2 separate regions of the Ovis aries genome follow, and region 2 is linked to region 1. A link is a contact called in public Hi-C data. All regions are on one chromosome and are shown on one strand. Each heading gives the region's core, a stretch centred on a gene start, on an enhancer-like site or on the middle of the called end of the contact. The rest is flanking DNA. Distances are from core to core; before and after follow the strand shown.

Region 1 (3,784 bases), core at 948-3,447:
TCACCGTATCTTCTTCATCATATCTCATCTTTAAAATGACCATGCCAAGTCCCGTTTTAAGTGCTTTATCTAAATTGACTCACCTAATCCTCTTTATAGCCTCCCAGTGCACATACTGGTATCTGTATTTTACAGATGTGGAACCTGGAGAACAGTCATTGATGTTTGCAACATCACACAAGAAGTAGGAACTGACAGCTGGGATTTGAACCAAAGCAGTCACACTCCGGGATCTGTGCCTTTAAGGGATATTCAAATGGGCATCATTTGCAACAGCAAAATCCTGGAAACAACCCAAATAATTCCTATAATGGAAGACTACGCAGCAGTGTAAATGATTGGGTGACAGGTCTATGCCTCAACATATATGAATCTCATGAGCAGATAAAAGCAAATCACAGGATTAATACAATATGATCTTACTTGTTGAAGTTCAAGAACTGGCAAAATTCAGCAATCTATTGCTCAGCAACACTTCCAGAAACAGAAAAACTTTAAACAAGATTAGATAACCATTTGCAGGATTCAGGTCAGTGGTTTCTGAAGCTAAAGTGAGAAATGAAGTGTGCATTGCTTTCTACTGTTAGTCTGTTACCACCCAGGCATCTGTATTTTTTATTATTGTTCTTTCTAGCGTACATATAAGTTAGATAGAGTCTTGTATGTATAGTATATCTCAGAATTATTTTAAAATTCTTTTAATCTTCAGTGCGAGAAAAGAAAGTATGATAAGGAGTTTCTAGACCCTTGATTCTGGCTGCAGAACCTTTCAAGTAGGAAACCCCTCTCTCAAAAGGTCTTCTGTGCTCACAAGGGAGTCACAGTCCCAGAGCATTTCCCTCAACATCAGAGTCTGAGATGACTTTGCAGCTCCAGGTTCCTCTGTCTCCCCAGAGTGGGTAAAATGCTCTGCATGGTGATGTTCACAATGGACCTCAGGTGATATATTTAGTTTCTGCAGAAATATATCGCCTCTTATTATTTTTGTTTAAATTAACTTAAAAGTAACTCTCAGTCATGTCTGACTCTTTACAACCCCATGGACTGTACCTCACCAGGCTTCTCTGTCCATGGGATTCTCCAGACAAGAATACTGGAGCGGGTTGCCATTTCCTTCTCTAGAGGATCTTCCTGACCCGGAGATCGAACCCAGGTCTCCCATGTTGCAGGCAGATGCTTTATCATCTGAGCCACCAGGGAGGAGTGCAAAAGTAACTCTAGGTCCCGTCTGTCTGAGGGTGTGGGAAACCCAATCTAGCCTCACTGGGCCTCAGGCAACCCCAAGACCTGGGTGACTCTTTCAGCCAGGACCATGGATTGTCCTAGGCAATGTTAGACACTCTGTAGTCCCGACTCAGGACTCAGGATCCCCCATCACCCGTGTAGGCCTGCATCCCTTATGACATTACCCAGCCCTGACTCGGAGCCTTGTGTGGAGGACAGCTTCCCCCTCAAAGATGCTTCATCACTGAGCTAGGCTTCCCTAAGAGCCTGAGAGGATAGATCCAGCCTCAGGCCTCTGCTGAGAAGGGAAAGCAATCTGAGGGCCACAGGGGGACAAGAGTGGCATCACATTGTGACAAACGAGTCATGTCTTCTCTAACCCCAGACCCCGTTGGCTCCCGTGCAGACACGTTCTAAGAGCTTAAGTGTCAGCACCAGTCCCGAAGCTGGCACTTAGGTGGGCAGTGTTTTTGCTAAATGCACCCTGCCTCCAGATAGTCAAAGGGATGTTCACCTCGCTTGCCAGCCCCGAAATCTCACTCTGAGCTCTCCGTCCCTGAGAGCAGCCGCAGAGTCCCCAGGTCCCCCTTTCTTCCCACCTGAGCTGCCTCCCACTCTGGGTCCCCTCTCAGCATCTACTGACCATTTCAGGCGCTCTTGGCTGAGGAAAGTGATGGGGGAGGAGGAGGGGGCTGGCAGCCTGGAGCTGAGAGCTCAGCCCTGGCCTCCCTGCCCCCAACCCTGCCCGCCTGGGGCAAGGGGCCATCTGCTGCTGCTGCCGAGGGGCAGCAGCTGGGCCACTTTCAGCTGGGGCCCTGAGCAGGGGGCTAATCTACGGATGGCTTTTGACCTCACTACCATCCTAAGGCCTGGAGAGAGTACACACGTGTACACACACACGCGCACACACACACACACACACACACACAGACTATGTGCCCACAAAACCCAGGTCTGACTTTAAAGTCTAGCTGTGTCAACTGGGTCTGTTTATTTTTGCAGATCTGTAAGTCCTTATCAGTCATTCAAAATCCAAAAAGCTCTGAGAACTGAAAATTGTTTCGTAACTCGTTTGCAGGCAAAGGTCAACCTGAGGGGGTGGATGTGAGGCTTGATTTACCCCAGTTTCACTACAAAGTATCAAGGCATTTGCTCTCAGGGTGCTGCCCACATTTCCCTGGAGTGGTGTGTAGTTCATGATATATATACAGCTGCAAAACTGGTTCAAAATCCCAGCCTGCCTCCCCAGCGAAGGAACCCAGCACCTAGGAAGGCCAGGGCCTCAGAACAACCTAACTGCTTGGCCACACTTGTTGGGTATGCTCATCACTGGTCGGGTGAAGGGAGCTGAAAACCCACCCAGGAACTGGGAGTCAGGAACATGCCGAGTCATATTTGCTCCAAATTGTCTTTCATACAGAAGCAGGGGACGTGCACACAGGCTGGACAGAAGAACCTAGCAGACACAGATTGAGACCTCCATATGCCTCTGGGTCTCATGAATCCTGCTGACTCATTGCATTGGTGCTAAGGGCCCTTGGGGGCTGAATTCCTCATCCCAGCCCTTGGATTGCCCTCCAGATGCACGCACACACACAAATATATGCACATGCATACAATCATACGTGGGGATTCCCTGGTGACTCAGACAGTAGAGAATCTGTCTGCAATGTGGGAGACCTGAGTTGGATCCCTGGGTCAGGAAGACCTTGGAGAAGGAAACAGCTACCCACACCAGTATTCTTGCCTGGAGAATTCCATGGACAGAGGAGCCTGGTGGTCTATAACCCATGTGGTCGAAATGAGTCAGATGCAACTAAGTAACTATCATACCTACCAACACACATGCACACTTCCACACATGGGTCCACACCTCCACACACTCATGCACACATGCACACACATGCACAGGGGCACACACATATCCTTCATATCAGATTTCTCCAGGACAGCTGTCTGCTGGACTCCACAGTGGTAGCTGGCACTCATACCACTCAACTCAGAATCCTCCAGAAAATGGACATGATGGACCATCAATGAACAAGCCTGTTTCTTCTCCAAGATTGCTTTATCAAACCTGCCAGAATTTATACCACCAAAGACATCTAGCAAGGGAGTCTCCTGGTGGGCCCTGTGCTTACTCTCAGGATCTTATTCCAAACAGTGTTGGAACTCTGTCCTGGAACTGTTCCTAAATGTGGTTGTGAGTCAGCAAAGAAACTCAGCTCCTCCCACCCTTTGTCAAGAGGATACTGAAGCAGTCGCCCAGGTTGGGTGGCTGTTTAAGACCAGCCTGTTCCCTATGGCACACGACAGCCCTCACCTCTAAGAGAGGGACCCCAGATCAAACAGGAAGTGCTCCAGGTGTCCTTAGGTCTTCCTTCTGAAGCACTGGAAAGAACCTAAAGATTCAGCAGGCCTCTCAGTGCCCACTGGATGGTGCCAGCCCACCTTTCCCCATTTCCCGTCCCACCATCTTAATGCCCTGTGTCAACACACATTCCAAACCCCGCTGAAAAGTCCCAGGGGAGAGCATGCTTCGGCCCTGGCTTGGGGCCTG
Region 2 (3,784 bases), core at 649-3,148, 320 kb before region 1:
GTTCTTTACCACTAGCGCCACCTGGGAAGCACCACTATTTCCCAGAGTTTGCTCAAATTCATGTCCATTGAGTCGCCGATGGTATCTAACCATCTAATTCTCCACCACTGAAGAAATTCCTGCACTATCTCACAGAGATATGCCTCCTTGTGTTAGCATCACTCTCTTCTCTCTCTTTCTCTCTCTTCAAATGCTACCTGTTTCTTGTATGCTCAGAGCATCAGGGTTCCCCACAATGTGGACAGTCCCTGGAGCAAAAGATCAGGGATGTCCAAACTTAGCACTGAAACAGCCCAGTGGCAGGGGGATGGAAAGGGAATGTGTGAAGCAGTGGGTTACAAGCCCTCCCCAGAAGGTGTGGTGTTACCATGTTTATACTTGACTCAGTGCTTCTCTGCGGAGCCAGGCAACACGGAGAAGAATGCACTGGACACTGAGTAGAGGGAGTGGGTAATTGCATTTCCTTGGATTTCTCAAGGTCTCATCTATCTGGTTTCACCTGAGGGTGATTTATGTTGCATTTCTGTGTGTAAACTGGAGTTCTGAGATTGGAGGAGTTCTCCGTCACCAGCCACCGGTGTGTCTCACATCTTCCCCCATCCACAGAGAAGATTCTGCAGGTAAAAACTCCCAATCCCAGTCAATTCACTGTGCAAGTAAGAATGTGACTTATTCATTCTGATTTTACAGAAAAGGTTCCAGAGTCATTTCCCCCTATTGTCATAACCTTTTAGAAATGTCTCTCCACACTTGGCTAATAGTACAGAATGTGAGCTTCAATATCAGACAAGAAGATGTTCTAAGTGCCAAAGTCTTTTTAAATTTGGACAGCAATAAACAAATGTGCTAAGTCGATTCAGTCGTGTCTGACTCTGTGCAACCCTAAGAACTGAAGCCCACCAGGCTCCTCTGTTCATGGAATTCTCCAGGCAAGAATACTGGAGTGGGTTGCCAGGCCCTCCTCCAGGGAATCTTCCTGACCCAGGGATCAAACTCGCATCTCTTATGTCTACTGCATTGGTAGGTGGGTTCTTTACCACTAGTGTCACCTAGGAAGCCCAAATAAACACAAATAAGTCAATAAATAAAGTAACTAGTACTATGAGTTTCGATAAGAGCAAATTGCATCTCAGCCAGCATGAGCTCAGGCAACTGTGGTCAGTAACCCGAGTTCTTACTCAAACAGAAACACTTTGTACCAGCATGTGCTCAGGCCAGCTCAGTCCACTCACTCTATCTGAGGACAATTCAGTCAGAGAACAAACCCTGAGGCTCTCAGTGCCACTTCACTAGAAACATGCCTTGGCTTGAAACCGATGAATGTGCTTGTCAAAGCTCTACAAAGCCTGAAAAAGGAAAGAACTGTCTTTGCTCCGGGGCCCAACTTCCCTTCCCTCTCCAAAGTCTCTGTGCTCCCATTCTGATCACCAGCAATCTACCCCATACCCTGAGGCGCTTCTTTCTTCTGTGACTTCTCCTCCTCCCTTTCTTAAAGTGGCTGTTTCCTGAGAACACCACTCCCCACCGTCCCCTCGATGCTAGTGCGCATTCTCTTCTTTTCCACACTCATCCCATCTGACTCCAGGCTTACCATGCAGGTTGACTCCAAAATGTGCCTACTGGTAGGATAACTAAATATTCTGCATTATTGACTACAGGTCTTTACAGTAGAGTGGATGGTTGTATGGAGCAATGATGACAAAGCTACTCACCACTGCCCTTAACCCATGTCTGTTTGTAGAGAGGACACTTGTTTCTGGTCAGTCTGTCCATTACGATTCCATGAACCAAAACAAAGGTAGGGCAGATGATGATGGGAATCACAGGCACATGAGCAGCATATGCAGGACAGTCTGTGAGCCCAGCCCCCACCTCATCACAGGGTCAGTAATGCTGCTGCCCTGGCCACCTCCTGTTTCCAAAACAGAAAGCTGCACACAGGCTCCTCATGATGCCATGATCTGTTGCCCTCTGACTTTTGTACTCTGACCTCCAATTGCCTTTTGTATGCAGTCACAAGACCAAACTGTCTGAAAAGATACTTTCCCTGTCTTTGCCCTTGGTGCACGCCTTCATGGTTTTGCACAGAATTCCTCTTCCCACTCTCCCTGTTGACTGTTTTGTCTTCTCCTGTCTGAGAAACACAGATTGACTCCCACTGCCTTGTTATGTGTCTCCAGGTAGAGGATTGAGTTCATCTTTTCAGGCATCAGAGTCCTATCCACCTGTGATGGGAGCAGCTATGAAATTTTCCCTCTCCTTAAGACCAGAGTGTCTGTTATCTGGGCTGTGCTGTGCTAAGTCACTTCAGTTGTGTCCAACCTTTTGCAATCCTATGGACTGTAGCCCACCAGGCTCCTCTGTCCATGGGATTCTCCAGGCAAGAATACTGGAATGGGTTGCTGTGCCCTCCTCCAGGGGATCTTCCTGACCCAGGAATCCAACAGCATCTTAAGTCTCCTGCATTGGCCAGTGGGTTATTTCCCACTAGAGCCACCTGGGAAGACCTGCGTACTGTCTAGCAGGCACCCAATGGGTAAGTAATTGGACAAGATACTGAATGCATCAATAAATCAGTTTTTTTCAGTTGTGGAAGAAAGAGACACAAAATAATTAGGCCACATCATGGTATTAACTTCCTGGGAGGTTTATTCCTCAGCTGCACTCATCATGGAAGAGGACAGTTCTAGGATGTCTGGCAAGACTTTACCAGTACTTCCCAGGGGGAAAGTACAGTATTGGAGACATAATAGTGGATGACAGCAGGTCTGGTCAGGAGGTCATGGGGATTATTGTCTAGGAGGAAAGACTGGCATTAATAAGAAACTAGATCAGGAGCAGTAAAAGTGCCAGAAGGAAGGAAGCGATAGCATATACCAGTTAACAGGAAGTGAGGAGAAAATTTGAACTAGAGAGACATTGACTGGGATGAAGAGAGAAGGAAAAGGAGATGACAAGGAGAGATCTAGGTTTCTATTTGCATACTTGCTGAGTAGAGACACCACTCACTGCAGGAAAGAAGGTGTAAGAATAAAAGGAAGCCAGTCAGTTGACACCAGCTGCCCCTAACCCTAGAGGACTACCCTGATAGCTCAGCTGGTAAAGAATCTGCCTGCAATGCTGGAGATCCTGGTTCAATTCCTGGGTCAGAAAGATCTGCTGGAGAAGGGATAGGCTACTTACTCTGGTATTCTGGCTTCCCTTACTCCAGTATTTTTGGACTTCCCTTGTGGCTCATCTGTAAATAATCTGCCCACAATGTGGGAGACCTGGAGAAGGGAAAAGCTACCTACTCCAGTATTCTGGCTTGGAGAATTCCATGAACAGGGGAGCTTGGCAGGCTACAGTCCATGGGGTCCCAAAGAGTTGGACACGACTGAGTGATGACTTTCACTTTCACTTTGCCCCTAACCCTGTACACTGGATCTAATTGGGAGAAATCTCTCAGCAAACAGTTAATTTTGGCACAGTGCACTTATCATATCTTGGAGAAAAATTCGCCTGTGTGAAAGTTGTAGCTGGCGTTCTAGCTGTGCTCCCTGTGATCTTTACTGTGTATGTGTATATTACAGTTTCCTCCCACAATAAGTCAGGGCTGACCTATGTATCAAATAGAATATTTGAAGAAGTGGTGGTATGTGAGTGATGGTGAGTATTAGACTTCTGAGTCTAGATTATAAAAAACATTGCAACTTCTGCTTGACCTCTTGGATTAATTGCTCTGGGGGAAGCTAGCTATCGTATCTACTAAAATAGCTGAAATCCAAAAAAACTGGGTCTATGA

What was found. Hi-C and Micro-C count contacts between places; a contact is called where the count stands out from the background.
Region 2: a contact with region 1 is called in a Hi-C map of liver, with 4 times the contacts expected there. The contact joins two enhancer-like sites. A contact is called at or near these places in 2 of 16 Hi-C or Micro-C datasets (liver and mixed tissues).

Annotation. Positions count from the first base shown.
Region 1 is chr2:24,462,709-24,466,492 of ARS-UI_Ramb_v3.0, reverse strand. No RefSeq gene overlaps it. Among named protein-coding and RNA genes, the nearest start is that of GADD45G, 69 kb to the right of the region's middle. Within about 2 kb of position 2,197, at least 8 of the 54 cell types and tissues checked have an H3K27ac peak or open chromatin away from gene starts, as enhancers often do. A contact at or near this core is called in liver, where this site is marked.
Region 2 is chr2:24,780,160-24,783,943 of ARS-UI_Ramb_v3.0, reverse strand. No RefSeq gene overlaps it. Among named protein-coding and RNA genes, the nearest start is that of GADD45G, 390 kb to the right of the region's middle. Within about 2 kb of position 1,898, at least 5 of the 54 cell types and tissues checked have an H3K27ac peak or open chromatin away from gene starts, as enhancers often do. A contact at or near this core is called in liver, where this site is marked.